Regions from separate parts of the Mus musculus genome. Here regions 2, 3, 4, 5, 6 and 7 are each linked to region 1. A link is a contact called in public Hi-C and promoter capture Hi-C data. All regions are on one chromosome and are shown on one strand. Each heading gives the region's core, a stretch centred on a gene start, on an enhancer-like site or on the middle of the called end of the contact. The rest is flanking DNA. Distances are from core to core; before and after follow the strand shown. Region 1 holds the start of Phyh (phytanoyl-CoA hydroxylase). Region 2 holds the start of Nmt2 (N-myristoyltransferase 2). Region 3 holds the start of Rpp38 (ribonuclease P/MRP 38 subunit). Region 4 holds the start of Suv39h2 (suppressor of variegation 3-9 2). Region 5 holds the start of Hspa14 (heat shock protein 14). Region 6 holds the start of Usp6nl (USP6 N-terminal like). Region 7 holds the start of Proser2 (proline and serine rich 2).

Evidence for each region. Promoter capture Hi-C pulls out the DNA fragments that hold promoters and counts their contacts. Hi-C and Micro-C count contacts between places; a contact is called where the count stands out from the background. Capture Hi-C pulls out chosen DNA fragments and counts their contacts.
Region 2: a contact with region 1 is called in a promoter capture Hi-C map of pre-B cells, with 7 times the contacts expected there. The contact joins the promoter of Nmt2 here to the promoter of Phyh in region 1.
Region 3: a contact with region 1 is called in a promoter capture Hi-C map of liver, with 4 times the contacts expected there. The contact joins the promoter of Rpp38 here to the promoter of Phyh in region 1. A contact is called at or near these places in 1 of 39 promoter capture datasets (pre-B cells), 2 of 115 datasets of contacts at active chromatin or transcription factors (stem cell-derived neural progenitor cells and thymic regulatory T cells) and 1 of 9 other capture datasets (liver).
Region 4: a contact with region 1 is called in a promoter capture Hi-C map of embryonic stem cells, with 4 times the contacts expected there. The contact joins the promoter of Suv39h2 here to the promoter of Phyh in region 1. A contact is called at or near these places in 2 of 39 promoter capture datasets (embryonic stem cells and pre-B cells) and 2 of 9 other capture datasets (adipose tissue and liver).
Region 5: a contact with region 1 is called in a Hi-C map of muscle stem cells, with 4 times the contacts expected there. The contact joins the promoter of Hspa14 here to the promoter of Phyh in region 1. A contact is called at or near these places in 1 of 39 promoter capture datasets (pre-B cells), 2 of 484 Hi-C or Micro-C datasets (CD4 T cells and muscle stem cells) and 1 of 115 datasets of contacts at active chromatin or transcription factors (large pre-B cells).
Region 6: a promoter capture Hi-C map of pre-B cells shows a contact between it and region 1, with 2.4 times the contacts expected there. The contact joins the promoter of Usp6nl here to the promoter of Phyh in region 1.
Region 7: a contact with region 1 is called in a promoter capture Hi-C map of hippocampal neurons, with 11 times the contacts expected there. The contact joins the promoter of Proser2 here to the promoter of Phyh in region 1. A contact is called at or near these places in 1 of 39 promoter capture datasets (hippocampal neurons) and 1 of 115 datasets of contacts at active chromatin or transcription factors (large pre-B cells).

The regions. Positions count from the first base shown.
Region 1 is chr2:4,917,225-4,920,538 of GRCm38.p6, reverse strand. It overlaps Phyh (phytanoyl-CoA hydroxylase), which reads right to left and starts at 1,543. Exons shown (of 9, transcript NM_010726.2): 1 at 1,395-1,543. The coding sequence starts at 1,469.
Region 2 is chr2:3,282,602-3,285,915 of GRCm38.p6, reverse strand. It overlaps Nmt2 (N-myristoyltransferase 2), which reads right to left and starts at 1,704. Exons shown (of 14, transcript NM_008708.2): 1 at 1,510-1,704. The coding sequence starts at 1,619.
Region 3 is chr2:3,331,019-3,334,332 of GRCm38.p6, reverse strand. It overlaps Rpp38 (ribonuclease P/MRP 38 subunit), which reads left to right and starts at 1,705. Exons shown (of 2, transcript NM_001013376.2): 1 at 1,705-1,806. It also overlaps a transcript of Acbd7 not described here.
Region 4 is chr2:3,473,177-3,476,490 of GRCm38.p6, reverse strand. Suv39h2 (suppressor of variegation 3-9 2) reads left to right here and starts at 1,505. Exons shown (of 6, transcript NM_022724.4): 1 at 1,505-1,788. The coding sequence starts at 1,545. It also overlaps a transcript of Dclre1c not described here.
Region 5 is chr2:3,511,190-3,514,503 of GRCm38.p6, reverse strand. It overlaps Hspa14 (heat shock protein 14), which reads left to right and starts at 1,690. Exons shown (of 14, transcript NM_015765.2): 1 at 1,690-1,870; 2 at 3,250-3,314. The coding sequence starts at 1,814. It overlaps Cdnf (cerebral dopamine neurotrophic factor), which reads right to left and starts at 1,439. Exons shown (of 4, transcript NM_177647.4): 1 at 1,263-1,439. The coding sequence starts at 1,377.
Region 6 is chr2:6,321,090-6,324,403 of GRCm38.p6, reverse strand. Usp6nl (USP6 N-terminal like) reads right to left here and starts at 1,647. Exons shown (of 15, transcript NM_001080548.1): 1 at 1,450-1,647. It overlaps A230108P19Rik (RIKEN cDNA A230108P19 gene), which reads right to left. Exons shown (of 7, transcript NR_040333.1): 7 at 2,793-3,314.
Region 7 is chr2:6,128,515-6,131,828 of GRCm38.p6, reverse strand. Proser2 (proline and serine rich 2) reads left to right here and starts at 1,644. Exons shown (of 4, transcript NM_144883.4): 1 at 1,644-1,787.

The DNA of each region.
Region 1 (3,314 bases), core at 294-2,793:
ATCAATTTCAGTCCAAATACATCTAGTACCAGTATATCCAAGGTTCTCAAAATGTAGCAAACATCCAACTGCCAAGAAAAAACCAGACTGTGATATTCCATCCCTACATGGCCTGCAGGTCTAACCACTGCTTTAGTCCAATACACACTAATCAGGGTCTTTCCCCATTAGTTTCTCAGTGTAAAATGAAGTTACATTATTAGCCTGTAGAGTTTAAGCTTGAGGTAAGCCTGGCACACCGCTGCTTATAAACCAAAAGCCCCACAGGCAGAATAACAGGGAAGGCCAAATAAACAACTATTATGATCAGCCTCGGAGGTGGCAGGCACTGAAAACCCTAAACCATTCATTTTTAGCAATTTCTAGGGCGAGGGGCCAACAGTTTGATGCTTCCTCCCATCCCCCAAGAGTCTGAGTGTATGCATGTATGTGTTTGTGTGTGATGTGTGTGTACACACACGTGTTCGTGTGCATAACTGCTTCCAAGCCTTGGTTTAGTGTTTTGTTTTGCTTTTTAGACCGTCTGTCACTTTTGGCCAGGATGGCTGGCCATTAAGATCCTCAAGTCTGCCGGACGGACGGTGGTGGCACGAACCTTTAATCCCAGCACTTGGGAGGCAGAGGCAGGCGGATTTCTGAGTTCGAGGCCAGCCTGGTCTACAAAGTGAGTTCCAGGACAGCCAGGGCTATACAGAGAAACCCTGTCTCGAAAAACCAACCAACCAACCAACCAACCAACCAACCAACCAACCAACCAACCAACCCTCGAGTCTGCACCTGCACCTCCCAGGGGGATCACAAGCATTTATCACCAGGCACTCGCTTCTGAAGTCGCTTTCCGGGAACCAGTTCAGTCCTCAGGAGACTGGGGACACCTGGCCCCTGGAGTGGGAGCTTACACAGCTAGTGGGATGGTGACAGACAGAGGGCAGGTGGAGATGGGCAGCTAGCTACCTGCTGGACAGGGTCCTGAGCCTTCTCTTTTTGGCGACTGGCGCCTCCTCCTGACCTCTGAGAATCCCTGCCTCTGCCGGCCTTGGTCACAGGCAAGCACCTGTGGGCAACTGTCCTTGGTGTTTCTGGATGCAGAAGTCAACTCAAAAAATGGCAAGCCTCTTTGTGATGACGTCGTCACCTTTCGCTTTATGCTTCCCGCTTTACACCAGCAAGAAACCACGGTTTCTTGAAGGCTCAAAATGCTGCCTAGAGAAGTCCCACCAGAGAGCCCTTCCAGAAGACGAGGGCTCTCTGGGGATGCAGCCTCCACCCGGGAACCCTAGGGATGGAGACAGGGAAGAGATGGCGGCGCAGAGGCTCTCTTATGTCCTTGAAGCCACCACCAGGGCGGAGAGGCTCCTTCGAGCCTGTGAGCCCTTCCACAGCCCAAAGGATACAATCGTTGGGGCCGAGGGTCGGCCGAGGTGTCCCAGAAGGACCTGCAGCCGGGCGCCGGCGCGCGTAAGATTCATGGTGGGGGCCAGCAGACGAAACTGCTGCGCCCAGGTCACACTTAACTTACGGCAAGGCCCCGCCTCCTAGTAGAGGGTGGAGTTCTGTCCAAGGGCAGGACACAGCGCCACCTCCCCCAGGCTGGGGGTTGGGGAGCTGGGGATGAGGGAGCGAGCCTAGGCTGTCTGGAGTCCTTGCTCCCCGCCGCTGTGTCTTTGTTCTAATCTGCAAGGTCCGAAATTTTGCGACTGGGGTGATGCAAGCCGAGCAGCCCGAGGCCGTTAGGGATCTGAGCCACCCTTTTAACTTGGTAGTTTTAATCTATGAACAACTAATCTATGTGACTAGTTCTCCCACTAAAAATTAAAATCATCTGTGTTATTCAGAAGAGACATTAAATTTAGCGTGAATTCATCCTAAAATATTAGAAAGTTTGGCTGTTAGTTTTTAAGAAGAGCGATCCACACGGTCTAGGATAACTTACATTACATTTTTGTGTGTGGTGGTGGTAGTGGTGATGGGGTGTGGTGTGTGTGTGTGTGTGTGTGTGTGTGTGTGTGTGTATGTATGTATGTATGTTTGCATCCTTGTTTGTGGAGATCAGAGAAATAATCTTCAGGGAAGTTGAGTCTCTTTCCACCACCTGAGTTTTGGGGATCGAACTCTGATGGTCAGGTTTGTTCAGCAAGCTCCCTTAACCACTGTGTATCTCACCAGCCAGTATAACATGTAAAATTTCTTATGTAGCTAAAAACTGTTTTCTTTAATCCCAGCACTTGGGAGGCGGAGGCAGGGGGATTTCTGAGTTCGAGGCCAGCCTGGTCTACAAAGTGAGTTCCTGGACCACCAGGGCTACACAGAGAAACCCTGTCTCGAAAAAGCAAACCAAACCAAACCAAACCAAACCCAAAACAAAACAAAACTGTTTTCCTAAAGTCTTTGAAATTCAACCACTACACATAATCTCAATCTCTTTGTCTCTCGGTCTCTTAAGAGAGTTACTTCTAGATTGCTTCTAGTTACTCCATAAACATGTTATTGTTTCTTAAATGCTTTCATTAGATAATTTGGTGACAGTGCCATAGTCCAGGAGAGACAAGCAAGTAACCAGCTGGCTACTTCCTGTTTTCAGGTTGCAGAGATTTGCCCTTTGTGCCTTGACCTTTAGGACGAGATTCGCTTAGCTGAAGCTCCCAGGGCCGGCTTGGTCATTTGCTTATCTCCCAACCTCATCTGTCCAGCCTGAGCAACCTGGTGGAAGCCTGACCATGTCCTGAGAGACCGGCTTAATTAGCCCACAGTTTAAAAGCAGGACTGACTGCATTCCCCCCCCACCCCCCACTTGGGAAATAGGTGTGTTCTTACTGCCCTCACCTGGTGCAAAATGGGAACTGCAGGGAGAAGGAAGAAAACAAAACTGAAATTAGTCTGAATTTGGGTCACCTCAAGCAGAATTGAAAGATTAAGACCGTCATTCTGAGGATGACTGGTTTCCCTAAAAAACAGAGAGAATTATGGCTTTGGGGCCTGTCTTAGGGTTTCTATTGCCGCCATGACCATGACCAAAAAAGGAAGTTGGAGAGGAAAGGGTGCATTCGGCTTACATTTTTACTGATCTGTTCCTCATTAAAGGAAGTCAGGACAGGAACTCAAACAGGGCAAGATCCTGGAGGTGGGAGCTGAAGCAGAGAACATGACAGGTGCTGCTTAACTGGGCTCGTTCTCCATAGCTTGTTCAGCCTCTGCTTTCTTCTAGAACCTAGGACCACCAACCCAGGCCACCAGCCCAGGGATAGCACCACCCACCATGCCCTGGGCCTTCCCCATCAATCACTAGTTAAGAAAATGCCTAACATCTGGACCTT
Region 2 (3,314 bases), core at 455-2,954, 1.6 Mb after region 1:
CCCCAGAAAGATAACCTACGGGTGCTGAAGTTCCTTGAGTTATCTATCCACTGGCGTGCATATGGACCCACTTCTGGCAAGACGGCTAGTGTTTCAAAAATACACTCATATTTAGCTATCACAGGCAAATTTCTATTACTCATAAACAGAACTCAGGCTAAGATTTCTGAAGAATTGCCTCTCTGGGCTTAAAAAAAATCTAGACTTGAATGATAACATTCAGTACTTGCAGCTGCCACTGAACTGTTCGCTGAAAACCTTAAAAAGCAACATGCCAAAGGGAGATATATGTAGTCAGCTTTTCTTTTTTGACATTTGTCATTTAATATCTGATAACGTATTCAAGATCAATACAGCCTCCTTTCTTAAAGCTTAAAGTAAACGTTGAAATAAAATACAAATACTTTAAAGACTCTCCATGAACTGAATAAATAAGCCATCTGTGACTCAGGCTTCCCTATCGTGTTTTTAGGCTGACCCACTTCTCCAGTCACCATGGTTCGCAGAATCTCACTTCTAAGGGGCAGCAGTAACAGTCTGTGCCAGCGCATAGTTTGAATCCAACAGGGTAAAAGGCTGAGGCAAACAGCACCTACAAAGGGACACCGGTCTTTATTTAAAATGATCCTCCAAACCCCGCCTCTAAAACAGAACTTCAATACCAGCCTTAACCAGAAGCAGTCTTTTCTCGAAGAAAAAAAAATCAAGTCTGTAGGGGAGAAAAGAGGGCAGCATAGATTGAGAAACCGATCAAATGTTAAAGTACTTGGTGCATTTGGCTTTGGAGATCAGACACCAGTTTTGCAGGAGGGGCAAGGTCGGGGCCGCGGGAACTCCGTTCACCCGTCAGCTCTGCTCTAGAAAGCTCTGAGGGCACGCTCAGAGGCCGCAAAGCTGAACGCCCTCAGGCGTCGGCTGAGACCTGTCTCCCTCCCCCTCTCCCGGTCTCGGCGCCCCTTTCCCGGCCTGGGAGGCAGAACTTTGCGCAGTTCGTCGCCAGCAGCCGAGACCGCCAGAGGCGCATCCCTATCCCACCCCCACCGCCGGCTCTGCGGGTTTCCTCTCTACAGGGGGTTAGTGGCGGCTGGGGGGGGGGGGCGCGAAAGAACTAGAAGGATGCCAAGGCACAAGTGGAACGACTTGCATCTCCCTCGCCTCGCCGGTCCAAGACGCCGCCACCGCAAAGGGAAGGGCCTTGCGTCCTTGCTAAGTTCCCACCCGAACCACTCGCCGTGGTAGGGTGAGGCCAAGCCAGCGGGGGCGCGCGGCAGGTGACTGTCGCGTCGCGGGTTCCCGGGCCCGAGTCGCAGTCTCCCCGCCCACCTCAGCCCTCGCCCACCACTGCGTGCTCCCCGAGAGCTGGGAGACCTGCACCTCACAATGGTCTCGGGATGAGGACACCGCCAAACGGAGCCTCCGGTCTAGGGGCTCCCGCACGCCACGAGCGGGCGCGGGAGCCCTGAGGTGCGCGCGGTCCCCGCCCTGTCGCGCCCGCGCGCCACCTCCTACCCTTTGGCGTGTTCGGTCTCCTCCTCATTGTCTCCGTCTATTCCGCACGTGTCCTGGTCGTCCAGCTCTAGGCTCTGCTGGCTGGCCGCAGACTCGCTGTCCTCCGCCATCGCGGCGGCTCCGAACGGCTGGGGAGGCGGCGCTCCGAGCAGCAAGCAAGGCGCGACAGGGCGGGCGCGGCCGCAGCTCCCTCTAGTGCCGCCCACCCTCGGGCACCGAGTCTCGAGTCTGCGGCCCCGCCCACCCCCCGGTCACGCCCATCACAGCCGGCCCGGCCCCGCCCACTCCCTTGAGGCTCCCGCCTGTCTATGCAGTCCCGCCCGCCTCAGTCAGGGCGGGCCCCGCCCACATTGCGTGCCTACACCCGCCCACTTCATCAGTTCTCCCACTTAGGCAGTCGAGGCCCCGCCTACCTCGCCTTCCCACTTCCGCCTATTTTAGCGGGTGAAGACCGGCTCCTCTCGTGGTCCCGTTTCCGCCTGGGCTAGCGAGGCTCCGCCCACCTCGCCTTCCGCTTCGGCTCCACTCCGCCAGCACTGCCCCGCCCACCTCGCTCGCCCGCTCGGGCCTCCTCAGCGGGCACGGCCCCGCCCACCTCAGCCAGCAGAAGGGCGAAAGCACGAGGCCGGCCCTTCCTCAGTCTAAAGCTGTGAGGTGGGGCGGTGGGGGAATGGTGGAGCCGGAGCGGGAGCCGGAGGCCGAGGCTTTTGGGCTTGGGGCGTGGCCTGAATGAGGATGCGTTTGTGGCTCCAAGGCTAGACCTGGTCACTGCAGGCTGGATTGCAGGGCTGCGCGGCAGCCTTTGCGACCACTGCCTACAGATTCTATATGTCTGTGTGCCTCAGCGCTCTCGACTTCTGCAGGGATTTTTTTTTTCACTCAGGCCTGCGATTCCCTAAAGCTCTCCCTGCCTCCTCTTCCACATGTTCTTCAAAATTTTCCATTTCACATTTTAGTATCTAATGCTTATCGAGCCAAAGCTCCGCCCTCCCCACCTCCCCGCTGCAAGCAGCCTCAGAGTCCTCAACAGAAAATGACTGGAGTTGGTTTTTGTTTGGTTGACTGGGGTTTTTGTTTGTTTGGTTGGTTTTTTTCTTTTGCTTGCATGTTTTTGTCTAGATGGGTTCGGCTGAGAACAGAATGAACATTTTGTGAAACATGAAGACACCCAGATTAGGGGGATTGGGTCGTTTTAGGCAAGTCTGTCGGCTCTCTCCTAAGTGAAGGTCATGACCTAGACCACCAAGGAAACCTGTATGGGCAGTGTTGAAATCGTCCTCCATCAGGAAACAGGAGAGGAAGAAAGCCAAGCATGGTGGCCCATGCCTGTTATCCCAGCAGTCCTGGATGTAAAAAGTCCCGGAGGTCAAAATGAGGAGTTCTTTGAGGCCAGCATCCACTGCATACAGAGTTCAAGGACATCTTGAGCAACAACAGACTCCTCTCAGGGAAAATAAAGGACTGGGGGATAGAGGAAAGAGAATCTCCTGGGTGTACCAGATAAGGCAAAGGTGAAATCCATATTGCTGTTAAATACTTCCCACAGCAGGCACTCGGTTGCATTCCAGAGACAGGGATTTTTCAAAGATCCTGCCAGACCACCAGAAGACTGTGAGGCGGTTTTACAAAGGCAGTTGCTGAGAAAGTTACCCAAACTCTGTAACGAGGGGAAAACTCCCTAAAAGCCACCTGAAAATTTTAGTGTAAAGCAAATCTCCCCCCAAACACGCACACAAGTGCACACACACACACACACACATGACTATGTGGTTAACATGCAATGAGCTCGAATGACCTAGAGACAA
Region 3 (3,314 bases), core at 456-2,955, 1.6 Mb after region 1:
TAGTTAGTGGGAAGGCTAGGGTGTCAACATAGCAGCCTGGCGGCAGAGGCTTGTAATGTAAGAGCTGGAACTTTGGTGGGACAACACTCATAGCCATTACCTTTTTACTTCTTTATCTTGCCCCTCTTTCTGCCTTTTTTTATTTTTATTTATTTATTTATTTATTTATTTATTTATTTTTCTGTTATGGTGTGTGCAAGTTCTGGCCCCGAAGGCCCAGTCTGCAGCCTCCTGTCTCAGTCTTCCACGAGCCAGGATTTTATGTGAACCTTTAGTATTTCAATTCTACCATCGCGATTTGTCTTTAGCGCTACATGACTGCGGGTAATAGTAAAGGACGTCTTATATGGCACAGTCAAAACTCGACCGAACTTAATCTAGTTCATCTACTTGTGATAGAAACCACAGCACGCTTTTCCTGTAAAAACTTCAACAATCTTTGACCACAAGCAACAGTGTTTGTTCTGTTTAAATGTTCAATAGGTGGTGAATAATGGAAACGTAGAAGCTAGATCCTATATGTTAGTCTAAAATGAGCAATGAAAACACCGAGAAAAAAGAGGAAGATAAAGAGAAGGACCTGAATCCTCCCAAATTCATAAGAACAGAAAGTAATTCCTGTCAAGTAATTTTTATTTATTTATTTATTTATTTATTTATTTATTTATTTAATGTATGTGAGTACATTGTTGCTGTCTTCAGACACACCAGAAGAGGGCATTGGATCCCATTACAGATGGTTGTGAGCTGGGACTTGAACTCAGGACCTCTGAAAGAGCAGTCAGTGCTCTTACCCGCTGAGCCATCTCTCCTGCCTTTTTTTTTTGTTTGTTTTGTTTTGTTTTTTGTTTTTTTGAGACAGGGTTTCTCTGTATAGTCCTGGATGTCCTGGAACTCACTTTGTAGACCAGGCTGGCCTCGAACTCAGAAATCCGCCTGCCTCCCGAGTACTGGGATTAAAGGCGTGCGTAATTTTTAATCTTTAGTACATTATTCCACTGCTTACCAGTTGTAACTTTCCAGTGATTTTGTTTCATAACCTTTCTTATTTTTTGTCTCCGTTTGTCAGAAGGCACAACAGCTATTGCCGGAGTACTCTGGAGTACTGCTGTGGAACTAAATGCAGCCCCTATTTTCCTTTCAGTGTGCCCAAGATTCTACACATAATCTCTAAGTACATGCAACCCTATAACCCCTATTTATTTGATTTTCGTGGCAGAACACGAGCTCCGCCTACCTGCCTCTGCATTACGTCACTCCCAGTCAGGGGCGTCAGGCGTGGTGTGTGGACTAAACCTGGCACAGCACTGCGCAGGCGTGTATTCTGTCTCGCGAGAGTCTGTGGTTGCTGTAGTAACCAGCCTCTCCCAGGGACGCGTGCAGGGGAATGGGTGGCTATAAGGGCTGGAGTTTTGTATCCCCAGAACAAAAAGAGACAGCAAGGCAGAAGCAACTGGGCTAAAAATGGAGAGCCAAAAGGAGAGACGAACCTCTCACAGAACCGAGCTGTTCCGCATCGTCATTTTGGACGACCAGTCAGAAGGGAGAGGCTGGTTACTACAGCAACCACAGACTCTCGCGAGACAGAATACACGCCTGCGCAGTGCTGTGCCAGGTTTAGTCCACACACCACGCCTGACGTCCCTGACTGGGAGTGACGTAATGCAGAGGCAGGTAGGCGGAGCTCGTGTTCTGCGCACGCTCAGTGCAGGCGCACGTGGAGCGGGCGCAGTGGTTCCTGGTAGTGACCGAGTTGCTGTAGTGAAGCGATCCGTCACGTGGTCTCCGCGGGGCGCTTCTGCTCAGGTGGGCGCGTGCGTGCCTGTGGCTCGAGTCCCGGCCCGTGGGCACCCGGGTCACCGCGGGGTGGGGGTCATCCAGAGCCCGCTCTCCCTGAGGTTCTTTCCGGCTGGTCTCAGCCGATCCCTGCCTTCGGGGGTTTCCTTCCGTCGTGTTGTGTGATGCGGGTACCCCTTCGTCCTCCCGAGACCGCGGGAGCTTCTCTGCTGCTGACAGCCTTTCTAGGGTCTCTTCCCAAATCAAGGTCTCTGTGACGCGATTCTAATCGCGCCGCCCTTCTTGAAAGGCTCTAGAGTCACCATCTTGTCCTTACCCAGTATCTTCAACTCCAGCATCTCTGTTCGGGCGATACTGAACTTTAATGTTCTTCTGTAATCCCTCACTGCCCGCTTCCTTCTTGGGCTATCTAAAGAATTCCTTCAAAGGAGGAATATTTTAGATTGCGGTTGGTTAATGGTCGTTTTCTCCAGAGACTTCAACTAAGGCCTGTTCCTCAAGATAACCTCACTACTCTGGCTTTAGAGTGAGCCGTTTTTATTACTCGCAGAAGCTTTTTGCTTTGCCCAATGCCTAATGGCCTGCAACAGCAAGGATAATTCATAATAATTTGATAGAAAAAAATGTATGTAAGTGCTCTACCAGGCACAGTGTACGTTGAATAAGGACATGAGAAACCAGAGGCCTCATTAAATAGCCAGAATCTGTAATATGGGTGATGAGTGAAAGGAGAAATGCTTGAGAAATGGGAGTAAACATTTTGAGTTTGTAATTGGTCCTGTAGGCAGTAGCAGCTTGCAGACATAGTTGGCAAGGTACTTGATCAAGCTCTGTGAACCTGTTAATATTCAGCATTTTAAAAATTAGTATTGCATGGCGGTCATCTTATGTAGGCTTGGTTCTTTTTTTCATCTCCCCTTCCAGGTTTTTGTGAATCAGAGACATACATCCCAATCTTGCAATCCCTTGGTTGCAGAGCATCTGTGAGTGTCCCCCATGCTAGGCAGGGACAGTAGCTGACTTGCAGTTTGGCAAGCGTTGTGGTGGGACCATTTGTCCCTTGCTTCCTGGTCATTTTACTCAAAGCTAGCTACCAGCTGCTGGTCACCTCGATAGATTTGGACGACCTGTTCTTGAATCTCTTAGCTTGTGAGGAGCATGCAGCTCATGGGGATTGATGGAAGCAGTTATTATGGAAGCAGCTATAGCCAGTGTCTGTAGCAGTGGGCAGCACTGACAGAATCAAGATTGCAGCTCTTACTGGGAGTGAGTGCAACACCATCTCCAAAGGCCGTGCAGTCTGGAGATGCCACCTGCCTCACATCAACATCTCCAAATGTTGGGCAGCTTTTTACCAGCACCTGTGGCACAGTTGACTCCCAGAAATTCCAGCTCAGTAAGCTCTAGGGTGAGTCAGCCATCTGATGGTTCTTAAAAACCACAGGTTATTTCTAAGATAGATCCATGATTAAAAGAAGTCTTTAGAAAAACTAGCTGTGAGTTGTACAGTGAGTCTG
Region 4 (3,314 bases), core at 256-2,755, 1.4 Mb after region 1:
GTGGCTGGCTCTACTCTATGCCCTAGAATTAAGAAAAACAAGGGAGCCAGGCAGTGGTGGCACATACCTTTAATCCCAGCACTCGGAAGGCAGAGGCAGGTGGATTTCTGAGTTCGAGGCCAGCCCTGGTCTACAAAGTGAGTTCCAGGACAGCCAGGGCTACACAGAGAAACCCTGTCTAAAAAACAAACAAAAAAACACAGAGCCTTGGATCTATCAGACAACTGCTATTCCACCAAGCTATCCTCTGCTTCCAGCATCCTTTGCCAATTTTTAAAATAAAACTTAGCAAGACCAAAAATATTTGTAAGACTCTACCCTGACCGTTTTTTGACAAAAGCTTTTAAAGAAGAGCTAGAGAACAAAGCCAGACAGAATGCCTGAGTGGCCTCTGAAGAAGTAACATTTGAGTTAAATCTAGTCACGTGAGAGGGAGCAGCACATGAAGGGGAGTCAGTCAGTTCTTTGATCTAGACCGTGATTTCCAGTTTAAAGTGTTTATTGGGGGAGAAGGGAGCTTTGGCTAGCACCTGTAATTCCAGCTCACCAAAGTGGAAGCAAAAGGGTCAGGACTTGAACATGCTTCTCAGACAAAGCAAGTCTGAGGCTTGTTTCATTTTCTGTTTTAAAGTCTCCTTAGCTGGGTGGGAAGTGGCTGGAAGGGGAGCAATGGAGAGGTCAAGGCAGCTAGGCTGTTTTGGCTGAAGAGAAGACAGGCAGTATGTGCTTGTGAATAGCATTGACATGACTGGCTTACAGAATTGCCGATGGTCTTTTGTGTATAATGGTTCCTCTTACAAGTTTTCAGATTTACAGTGGTAAAACCGAGAACGACCTGACTCTCCCCAAGCATATATGGCTAAAACCTGCCCTCAGCTTAAGTCTGTTAATGTTAGTAAGTCCTTGTCCTAAGTGTACCTTTTACGTTTGCCTTAACTAAGAGGGTTCTTGGCGGGGTTGGTTGGATTCTCACAATTGTCAGGCTTTTCCTTTGAGTCCAGCTGCTACATGGCCACATCAACTCATCAGAATCTCTTTGAGTGGTTTAAACAGACAGCACCTCTCCAGGTGAACCCAACATGCAGTCAAATTTTAAGATCCTGAGTCCTGGTGGTGTGGAGTGAAAGGAAAAGTAGTGGGGCTTCGTTGGGTTGAAGTGCTGAGGAACAAGAGTGGGAAAGGAGCTACCTGCGCACACTAACCCCGCACAGCCTATTTTGCGTTTTGTGGCGGGCACGTCAGGTCTTTGTGAAGCGACTCAGGGGACCGCATGAAGAATCATGGCAAGCGACCTCCGAAGTCAAAGCGAGTAACAAGCCAGCGACGGGCAGGGCCAGTTTCCACGGAAGGCCCCGCCCCTTCCCGCCCCCACCGTGCGGCGCAGGCGCGGTAGCTACCACCGCAGGGGTCGGTCTCCGCTGACGTCAGAACGCCTCGCTCCTCTCAGCCTCCCCGCTCCGGAGTCCCTGGCGGGCCGGGGCGGGGCGTGTGGCCAGCTGAGTTCTTCGGGCTGACCGCGCCAGTTTGAATGAAAGCTCCGCAAGATGGCGGCGGCCAGGGCCAAGGCACGGGGCAGTGAGGCAGGAGCGCGGTGTCACCGGGCTCCAGGTCCGCCCCCGAGGCCCAAGGCCAGGCGAACGGCGAGACGCCGCCGCGCGGAGACCCTGACGGCGCGACGCTCGCGGCCGTCTGCGGGCGAGAGGCGCGCCGGCTCCCAGCGAGCGTGGTCCGGAGCTCCGCGGGCCGCGGTCTTTGGCGACGAGTGTGCACGAGGTGCCTTATTCAAGGGTGAGCAGGAAAGCACACGCGCTGCGGCGGTAGCGGTCGCCACCTCCGAGCCGGGGGTTGGGGGTGGTGGCGGGGCTGAGGTGCGGTGCTGGAGAAAGGGAATCCCCTGGTGCCTGCGTTCGAGCGGGTCTGGCCTCGCCGTGAAGCGCCTGCACACGCAGCCCTGAGCTCCGGGAAACTTTGGGGGGCCCGGCTGGAACTTGCAGGTTATTTCTGTGGATGCTGAAGCCGGGGCACGCAGTGCGCGTGCGTGCGCTCGAGTCGCGCGCCCTTTGAAAGTCTGGGTTGTGCAAAGCCTTCTGGAATGAAAAGGTTGTTCTCCAGCTCTTTCCTCCGCTCCACCCAGATGGTGACACTATTATTCCCGTAGGTAGCTCTTGCCTCCTTGAAGCGTGGTGGGGATGGGATGGTGGAATGGTTTTTATAAACGGGATGTTATAATCTAGACAATGAGGCGTTTTCCTCTCATCATTTTTGGCTGTGGGATTTTGTAAACCAAGTGTTGGCAATTTTTCTTTTTAACATTTCGAGATGCCCCCAAAATGTAGCATTTCTGTTGCGAGGGGCGGTGCATTGTAATTACACGTAACGCTTCGTTATGACGTTTTCATACGAATATATGTACGTTGATCCTCCGATTCAACACCACCCTCCATTATAGTGTTGTGTTTTCAGATTCTCAGCTAGGGGTAAAAATTGAAAAGATAAATAAAACAGCAAACAACTTGGTTACATAAACAAGAGGACTCTCCTTTGCAGATGATTAGCATAAGGAGATTAGCATTAAGACAAAACAGCCTTAAGATTTTTAGAAGCGATTTATGAGACGTTTTTTACAGCTTTCTTGTCTCCAAACCGCCACACCTAAGCAAATAAATGTATTCTGGCAAATTTGAAGGAAAGTCTTTTTGCAGGTGCCAGAAATATGAGTTGTTTGCAGTCACTGGAGTTCGGAAGCTATCCTCACTGGTTTCTGACAATGAAGTCCTTACTGGGAAGGATGAGGAAGGACTGCGGGGAAAATTTGAGCGGTTACGCTGTCCCTTCCTGGAAACTTACCTTAAAAAGGTTTTTGCCCACCACTTCGGAGAACTAAAGACAGCTTGATGAGTTAGAGATACATTTTCTTTGGTCACCTCTGTTCTCAACAAAACACACTTTTTTCCAGTGAATCCCATACACAAAAAGATTGGGACTTTCCCAAAGTTGTGTAGCTAGGTGACCCACCAACGGGTAGAGCAGAGGACTTTTGATCATCTTGTATTTATCCTGATAGTAGGGGTAGTGAAGTTTGTTACATTTTTCTAGACATCAGTTGTGTGATTATATTTTTAAATCCAGGATGTAATACAGTTCATTTCTGGCCTCCGTACGGGTATTGTTTAGTATGTCTGATTTTCAAGTCTGGCTTATGGAATATTTCCACCTTGTATTCTGTTTTGTAACTGCTGGCTTGAAAACTGTAGGAAACAAGTATTACAAAGCTCACTATGCTCTCCACTTAAAGTAGAATTCTCTGGCTTATG
Region 5 (3,314 bases), core at 441-2,940, 1.4 Mb after region 1:
AGTCTCTGATAACCTCAGCACAGATGATGGAGCTAGTAACTTAAGGGTCCCCATTTGTGTGCATTGGTGTGATGTCAAATGTGTGTGTTACATTGTTGTTATTTAAGGTTCAGGGTTTTCTTTGTTGTTTTGTTTTGTTTAAGGTTTATTTATTTTATATATGTGAGTACACTGTCACTGTCCTCAGCCACACCAGAAGAGGGCATCAGACCCCATTACAGATTGTGAGCCACCATGTAGTTGCTGGGAATTGCACTCAGGACCTCTGGAAAAGCAGTCAGTGCTCTTAACCACTGAGCCATCTCTCCAGCCCTTTTTTGTTTATTAAAGTAGTTTCATACATCAATCTATAATGATTTCAAAATAGTTTGAAGTTCTATAATAAAATCCTGCTTGCCCAAGATGAGATCTTTAACTGAAATTATAACTGTTAAACCAGTATCTTTAGCTACAGAAATTTTAAATAACATCTAAACTTATTTTAAATTTCTAGAGGAAGGTTTGATAATTGCTGATAGAAAGCTGGACTCCAACTACTATTAATACTATTTACTTACAATAAGACTCAACTGCCCATTCCACATGAATCTTGTCTCCATTTTCTGTTCAGTACATCTGCTCTCAAGATGAGAAGATATATGTTTACATCACTTCAATAAAACAAGAAGTGCTACAGTGGTCCCAAAGGGACTATCAAAACTGTTCATCTTGGCTCTTGTTAACAGTCCTCTACAAAATACACTGTTTTTTTGTTTTGTTTTGTTTTTACAAAACCTAGGTACTATAACACCCTCAAAACCAGGTGGGATGGTGGAATTGAAGGTATGATCGCCAAGTCCACAGAAGAAAACAGGCGTCTATTTTATCGTTCTCTAGGAATTAATGTGCTCCTTTGTAAAGCAGCTTGTCTATAAAGTCCTAGTCAGCCGTACCCTTGTCTTTGATTTCAGCAACCCTAACGTATTGCCATGTTTTATTTACCTCCTAGGAATGGCAATTAGTTTGAACCTCAAAACATGTCTTCTGAGCAGAGAAGCAAGTCTCCTCGGTTAGGAGCAACAAAATCAAGTTGGCAGCGGAGACCATTTGCACAAAATCTAATACGAATCCTATTTCACTCCTTTTTCTGCGCCACCTTAATAATGACAGCAAAAGCAGAAGGGTGAAATGTTATTTACAGCTTGGGCCGGGAGAAGCTGCTTAGGCAATTGCTAGGCTGAGCGCGGTGTCGCCGCCATGCAAGCAGGTCACACACCGCTCACCTTCACAGTCAGCCCTCGGCCCCACACCGGCCTCCAGGCCCTGCGCCAGCACAGGGTTCGAGATACAAAACCCGGCGCAAAAGGTCACCAGAGCAGTTGGACTGATGCACCGCATGCTGAGCCTGGGACCCGGAACTACCCACACCTTCCTTACTGTAGTGGGGGCTGCCTCGTGAAGCCGGAAAGAGGCAGGAAACAAGTGACGCAATCTCACCAGGCGTTCCCATTGGCTCTGATGAACGGCGCTCAGGAGAGGGAGGAGCTAATGACCCTCTTCCGGGCCTTTCCGGCTTGAGCTTGAGCAGACCGGCGTTTACGCCGGGCTCCCAAGGAGCGCGGAGTGATGCGCTAAAACTATTGGCTAACCGTTCTGATGAAAGGCGGCATCCTTATGTTGATTGGCTGCGACTTGGGAGGCCGGCGCAGCAGACCGGACGCAGTAGGCGGGCGGGAACGTGAAGTCTCCGCAGTGCCTGATGGGCTTGTTCCGAGGAAGCTAGCTGAAGCTGCTGAAGGGTCCTTCGTTGAGCTGCCGTGGTCTCCGCCGCCTTATGGCGGCGATCGGCGTGCACCTGGGCTGCACATCAGCCTGTGTGGCTGTCTACAAGGTGAGCCTGGGAAGCTGTCTCCGGGTTCCGTGGCGGCCACCCTGTTTTCTGGGCTCCGGGTCATCGGCCCGGGAACCGTGCGTGCAAGCAAGTGGCAATGTTGCGGGTTCTCGGCTCTCCCTCCAAGGCCAAGCACGCTGTGTGGAGGGTGGATACAGAGAGCCGGATCTTGGATACTCCAGGGTATCCTGGACGTCTTGGCTGTTTGAGGAGTTTTAGGGACGAAAAGGCCTCAAGCATGCAGGGTGCACTTAGGAGACCGGGCCATAGGATGCCCAGAAGAGTTCAAAAGACGTCAGGGCTCCAGGATGCCTGGAGTCCTCGGGGCGGGGGACATCGTTCTTGTAAAGACGCCTAGAACAAACCTGGATGTCAGGACCCCCTGGATGCTAGAGAAGTCCTAGTGACAACTGACCGCAGAGTCCCTAAGAGGTCACGGTGACGTCACTGGTTCGGGGTTCCCGGAGGTGGGAGGTATTTGAATTTCTGAGCAACCAGAGCACTGTGTAACTGCCCTCGAGAGAAGGGTTCCTAGTTAAGAACTGACTCTTGCTGTACACACTTGATTCTAGAACTGAGAACTTAACAAGGAACTATAGCTTTTTCCTCCTCAATATCGATGGAGAAGGAACAATGTTAAGGAATTTAACCGATGCTATCTTCGGTTTTAAGTCTCATTCGATTTATCAGGAAAGTCCCAGGGGAGTAGCTACTTCGTTTGTAGGGAAGCAGGTGGAAAAGCTGTATTTGTGGGAGAGTCGTGTAATCATGCTTGCTAGGTATAGAATGTTGTATACATTTGATCCAGCTTACTGCACAGATCTAAACGGGAAAATGCATGGGCTAGAAGAAGCCTTTTATTAAACTATAAGAAACAAATAGTGGCAGTTAAAAGACCAGTTTATGAGGGACAATCTAAGAAAGAGAGACACTGCCAACCTAGTAAGGTTTTGCAAGGTGGAGTAGTCTGAGGACTGAACTCGGGTAGCCTTGTGCTTTTATTGATTGTTACGAAAAAAAGGCCTTTTGGCAAGTCAATTACTGAATACCAGAATGTCTTCTCTGATCTCGTTGTCTGAAGGACCCATTGCCTAAGCAATTATCAACCATTGCAAAAATTCCTGGTTTGCCAAGAATGTCTTGCTACTGAGGTTATGCAATTCCTCAGTTTGAAATTCCCAAAGGAAGAGCAACCCCATAAGTCCCATCACTGATTATTTACAGAAGATGACTTTAAGGCCTGAATGGGTGTCACTCAGGCACCTGAGTGAATGCCAGATACAATGGCATTTCTAAAATTCCATTACAATCTGCAGGTATATTCAATGAGATTGTGCATTCCAGTGTGAGAGAACTAACCCTCTCACATCTTTCCTTAGGATGGCCGGGCCGATGTGGTTGCAAATGATGCAGGGGATAGAGTCACACCAGCCATTGTTGCTTA
Region 6 (3,314 bases), core at 398-2,897, 1.4 Mb before region 1:
ACTAGGAAATATTTTGTTAATTGTGGGGTCTTGGTGAGAAAAGCAGTGAGTCATTGTTTAAATGCCAGTTTACTGATTATTAAGGTGAGTTAAAGAAAGGGGAAATAATTTAAAACTCTGCCCTAGTTCCCACCACCACCGAGAAAACTTCCAGAGATTCAGTATGGGAGGGAATTGGTCACGAGTCATCTCAATCAACCGTACCGCGAAACTTTTCTGAGCTATGAAACAACTTGTCTCATAGATCTAATTACATAGGAATGGAAGAAGGGAAGGAAGGAAGGAAGGAAGGAAGGAAGGAAGGAAGGAAGGAAAGAAGGAAGGAAGGATCCACGACTAAACTGTTCCAGCAAGAATACTTTGAACACTGTCCCTACAACTTTTTCCATTCGTGTCGCAGTACTGCCCCAATTCACCGAGCCTTTCCATAAGGCACAACGCATATTAGTCTCCTTAAAAAGCATCTGGGGTAGGAGGAATGAGTGAACAGAAGAATCTACTAACGCAGCTTTATTCGAAAATGCCGTGATGTTAGCTAACACCTTGTACGCTAATTTTAAAAATAAAATTCAAAATATCTGTGGATAGCTGGAGAAATGGCTGGGCGGTTAAGAGCACTGACTGCTCTTCCGGAGGTCCTGAGTTCAAATTCCAACAACCACATTGGTGGCTCACAACCATCCGTACAGCTACAGTGTACGCATATAGATAAAATAAATAAATCTTTAAAAAAAAAAAAAGTATCTGTCGATTATACGGAGTGTGCCTAAAGAAGAGCCCAGAGATCTCGATGCTCAACATATATGAACGTCCCACCATGGAGTAAGACTTCTCTCATTCTCTGCATTAAAACACCTGCGAGCCACCGTGCTCATCCCCTATAGAAACGCCGCGCTCCCGGAGCCCCAAACTAGCCAGCAAAACTTTGCCGGGGCGCACGGATTTCCAGCTCCCTCCCGCCCGCCCATCCTCCCCGGGGCTGCTCCAAAGTTCTTGCGGCATCCCAGGCAATCGTCTCAGCGAACGAAGTTTGCCTGGGTCCTGCCCACTCGCGCTCCCGCAGGACGCAACTGAAACTTGCAAGGGAGACACGTCTCCCCGGGGACCGAAACTTGCACGCGGGGTGGGGGAGGAAGGCGGCCGGAGCGTTCCGCCTCCCCGGGGGTCTGCACGCAGCGCCGAGCCCTCTCGGCCCCCCGCCCGGCCGCTCCCGCGCGCGCGCCCGCCCGCCTGTCAATCACACCGCAGACCACCACCCCCACGCGCGAGCAACACGGCGCGCGGGGTCCACGGGAGCCGGCTCGGGCCAGGCCGCGCCGCCGCAGCGTGCCCTCTGCCCGGGGCCGGGAATGGCGGCGACCGGCTGCCCGGAGCCAGTTCCGACCTGGCCCCCTCGCCTTTAGACCCCGCCAGCCCCTGTAGCAGCGGCTGAAGAGAAAAGGAAGTTACCTCCAAGCGGTCCCGGCGGCGGCGGCGGCGGCCAGTCGCGGGAGGCCGAGAGGTCCGGCGCGGCGGCGGCGGCGGCTACCGCAGTGCCCTCCGCCCCATTGTTTCCCTTCCAGGAGGCTCCCGGCAAAGCCGAGCCCGGGAACCAGGAAGTTCCCCGGCGCGACACCTCCAGCCGCCGCCGCTATGGAAACGGCCCCCGCCTTCCCCAGGGCGGCTCTCCCGGGACCCCGCCTCCGCGCCGCCGGCCCCGCCCGCCTCACCGGCCGCCAACAGTCGCCGTTGCGGCCGCGGCCGCCGCCATCTTGGCGCGGGCGGACAGCCCCTGCCTTCCCGGCGGCACGTGCGCTGTTCCCGCGCTCCCGCCGGGCGCGCGCTCGATGGGCTGCGGGCGGAGGCCGACGGCCCGAGCCCCTCTGCATGAAGAGGGGGTCCGCCGACCCGGCGGCGCCCAGCGATCGCTCCAGAGCTACTCACGGGCTGGGACCAGTGCTGTGTCTGACACCTGAGGGCAGCCGGCAGAGCACGGCGCCTTTCGCGGATGAGGCCCGTCCGCTCGCCAGCCTTCAGACGTTGCCTACTGCACTTGGGTTTTTCTTGGACTCGGTATCCTCACCCGTGAAGTGAGAGGGAAACTGTACCTGCTTCGTGGAGTTGTTCCCCGCGCAAACAAATGCTTGGTAGTGTGTGCACAGTGAATCTGTCAACAGAGTGGCTCTGTTACTGACACAAGGTCACACAGTCAATTTCCAGGCATTTATGCCAAGAGTTCAGATCAGCACAACTTTAAGTAGGCTACTGTGTGCAAGCCTTTTGCTGCCTAAACAGTGTTCATTCCCTGGCCCATCTTTCTTTAGGTCAGCTTTTTCTGTGTCAAGAGTTTTAATCCCCACGGTCTTCCATTAAGAACTGATGTAAAAAGGGGATGATGTAAACTTCCCAACACTGTAATTTGCTGACGGTTAAATGATTTATTCACTAGAAGCAGCAAAGGTTTGGGTGTGCGAGTAGCTAAAAGGCTTCTGTCCTTGTTTCCAGGAACTAGAATTACTATAGCTGGCAACTGTGCACTGCGTTTACTCTTTCCCAGGCTGGTGAAACCTGACACTCACTGCAAACTGTGTTCCTTGAGGAATTGAGGAGAGGCAGAGTCCTGGCCCTTCCTGGGCTTGCAGACTTTAACACCTGTGACTCCTTGGGTCTTAGATGGCCTCTGAGGCCACTTCTGACTCTCAAATGCTGATTAACCAGTGAAACCCAGGGCCTTTTGGACAGACAGACAGACAGGCGCGCGCGCATCCCTTCATTCAGGTCTCCATTTAAACCAGGTTTGGAAACACTACTTTGGGTTTTGTTTTGTTTATTGATTTGTTTATTCTGGTATGTACAAATGGCACAGTTGGTTTGGTGAAAATCAGGTCAAAAGTTGGATGGTCATGGGAATTTTTTCAACACTCAAATATAAGGAATAGAATTCCAAAATTAGCAAGTCACCAAAGAGCTCTCCATTTGTGACAATGCCTACAGCTTCCAAGTCTTTGATGACAACACATGCACATACGCATGTACTTACATTGTGCTTTGAAGATTGCAGAAGTCCTCCAAAAGACACTTACTGAATTAAAGTATAACGTTTGAGTTACCGTCTCTCCGGATACCTTGGGAACCCCACAGAGGCTCAAGAGAATTCATCCAGAAATTTTACCACAAATACAAAAATATCAATGAGTTGGAGGGGCAATGCTGGACACAGCTTGCTTCACAAACTGAAGGAGAAGTTTCAGATGTGTGTGTGAAGTTTATATTAGTGTAATACTATATTCTAGACTTAACTGTCAGCACTGTCGGCCCAACTTCAGACTTAGCAG
Region 7 (3,314 bases), core at 395-2,894, 1.2 Mb before region 1:
GTAAAAATAAAAAAAATAATAATGCTTGCCTAATTAACTAGCATGTAGATTAAAGTGCTTTGTAAACATTAATTAAAGATGCAGGGAGTTAGGCGAGGCCAGTGTGTTATTAGAGAAAAAGTTTTCTTCCCTTTAATCAGGTACTTCTTCTTCCTGGGGAAGACCAAGGTATGATCTCAGGACTGAGGAATTGGGCTCAGCCCTGTCAGCTGCCTGTAACCCAGTCATTTGTGTGGCCAGCCACTTCCTTCGCTTTCCATTAAATGGGGAAAATGCAAACATTTAGGGGGTACAGGTTGTCATTCGAGCCACACCAAGCATTACAGTGAATAAAATCCATGGCCCTGGCTTTCTCGCTGAGAACATTAGCTTCTGCCCGGTTGGGAAAGGCTGCCACAACAATGAGCTATTACTATTAGCTACTCAGAAATGTTCCCCCCGGTGGTAAAGATATCCCAACAATCAACAGGATCAAAACCGGGGCCTTTCTTCAGCCTCGTCGACCTCAAAAATCCCTCTCTGTAAAATAACCATAAGAAGTCAAAGGACCTGGCTGGCCAAGAAAATGGCTCATTGGATTGAGGCACTTGCCCTGAGCCCTGAACTCTGACCCTCGTGAGGGCAAGAGAGGACCAGCTCCTGAAGGCTGTCGGCTGACCTTCACTTTTTGAAGCATCTCTCTCTCTCTCTCTCTCTCTCTCTCTCTCTCACACACACACACACACGAATGAAGGAATGGATGAGTGGATGAATGAATGAATGAATGAACCAAAAGAAACAAAATCCTCAAAAAAAAGCAAGAAGGATTTTGACATTTTTCATGACAAGCAAATGATAAATATTTAAGGAGCTGGCCATGTTTACTCTGCTAAAAACCCTGTTCAGTGTGCACACATATGGGAACATCACATAAGTAACTCACATATGGACAATGCTTACAAGTTCATTAAACATGAATAGAGCTTGGCGTGGTGGCACACGCCTTTAATCTCAGCCTGCATTGGCTCTCTCTGAATTGGAGGCCAGCCTAGTCTACATAGTGAGCTCCAGGCCAGCCAAGGCTACATAATGAGATCCCTTTTCAAAAAAACAAAAACAAAGAAAGACTTAACCCCACGACCCCACAAACATTGTCTAAATGAATTAAACAAAATAATGTATGTTATGTGTCTTGTTTGAAAGTATACGTATTTCATAAATAACAGTCATTATTATTAAATGAAAATAATCTCTTCAGGATATTGTTGTTGGATGCCTGTAATCTCAGAAGTCAGGAGGCTGAGGCAGGAGGATCATGAACTTGAAGCCATCCTACATAATGAAATTCTACTTTAAAACAACAACAACAACAACAACGAAACTCTCAAAGTTAGTGGTGGAGTTGCTGGAGAAGTCCCTTCTTATTCAGGACTTCAAAAGCACATTGGTATTACGATTGCTCATGCTCAATTCAGTCTCACAAGTAGACCGAGAAGGCCTGACAGGCACAGCCAAGGGCTTTGGGCGCTGGCCCTTTAAGTATCGCGGGGACGCGCAGACTACCTCTGGCCGACTGGAGTCCGGCCGCCAGGAACGCGCGGCAGAGGTGCAGAGCGCTGGGCGGCGGAGCGCGCACGGCCGCCGAGAGCGCGCGGCGGGGAGGTGCTGGACGCCCTGGGGAGCGCGCTCCAGGCAGCCCGGGACGATCGGCGTGCGTGCGTGCACGACTTGCTGGCCGGAGGACGGCGTGAGCCCCGAGGGTCTCAGTCGGCGTGGACACCTGCGACCCGCGGAGGGGACTTGGCTCGGTGAGTTCCGCCCTACTGAGCGAGGCCAGGCCAAGCGCGGGACACCGGGAGCGGCAGCAGCTGTCGGGATCATCCAGGGCTCCCGGTCCGGGTCTTGGTAACTGGGGAAGCCCTTTGCGCGCAGCTGGGGCTCTGTCGTCGCCGAGGTCAGTGCCACCGGTTGGCCTCCATCCTGGGGCTTCGGGGATCGCGACGTGTGGCTTTTCACCTAGGGGTTTTCCCGAGAGCGAGAGTGGCTCGTGGCGTGTTGTCTGAGTTGAGTCTTTGGTCCCTTACCTTTCCTGGAGCGGACTGCGCGTGAGGACCGTGTCCTTTGCGAGGCTGAAACCCGGAGATGGCCAGAGCCACCTGTTAAACCAGTATCCTGAGCGAATCCTTCGGCAGGTTTTCCATGCCCCCGCCGGTTCCCCGCAGGTAACTGAATCGCGCGGGGATGTTTGTGTGGGTCTGCCGGGAGACCTGGGACGGTAGGGTTAGAAAGACCGAATATGTGGCTAATGAGACAGGGCTTAACAAAAGGCAGTCAAATAAACTGCAGCGTTTCCCTGAGACGGAAAGTTTCTCAACTTTTGTTTTACGGATTCTAAATTTAAGTAACTAACCCCCTCTAGGCACCTAACCACAGGACAACTCTGCCTGAACCTATTTGGTGCAAAGGAGACAATGAAGAGGGGTTTGTGTGTGTGTGTCCCCCTAAAGAGTAAAACTTTCGAGTCCCGCTGTGGGAAGATTCCCTCTGGCTCCAGTTTTAATAGATAACAACAAGAAGCTTTGTCCTAGAACGATCTAGAAATACCAAACCAGGTATTAAGTGTAAACTCTGGGAAGTGCTTGAAGGACAGACTCTTAGGAAAAATAATTTTCTGTGAGGTGCTCCAGTGTGTACTAAAACTTTGCCCTCATATTCCATGCCTGAATGTTCCAGATTGTTTTCCTAGGTGGAGGAGGTACTTTCGTTGGTGCGGCCAATGGTGCGGCCAATGTGGAAATACAAACAAATGCCCTATTTACTTGGGGCTGGGTGGGAAGGGTGGAAGTCGGGCTACGATCTTTCTTGCCAGGCTTGACAGCGTATGTATGGAATCTTCTGTATTTTCTTGCCCAGACCAGTAATAGCCTTTTTCTCGGTGACTGGTTCCTTTTAACAGTGACTCCAGTGAGCTTCTCACTGGAAAATTTTGGATCCTGATAATTTAAAAGCATTTTTCTCCTCTCACAGAAAACAGAAATTTGAAATTAGAATAAGTGGCAGTTATAAAGATGGGCTGTGTTTTTTGAAACTGAAGAGCCCCGTGGCACTTCGTTGAAGAGGGATTGGCCTGTTTTAATGCAGGCGTGGTGTGGCCCTCAGTTCCTTCATCCTTACATTTGTGGTCTCTTTCACCAGCTTCAGTGTTCTGAGCCCTGACTTGCGAATGCACATGCAGAATTTCTAGATAAGAGCCATATGGTCCAAACTGATTAAACCAGATCTGGTAATCCTGCCTTCGCCAGTGGCTGATGAGACACCTGGCCTCGGCTCCAAGG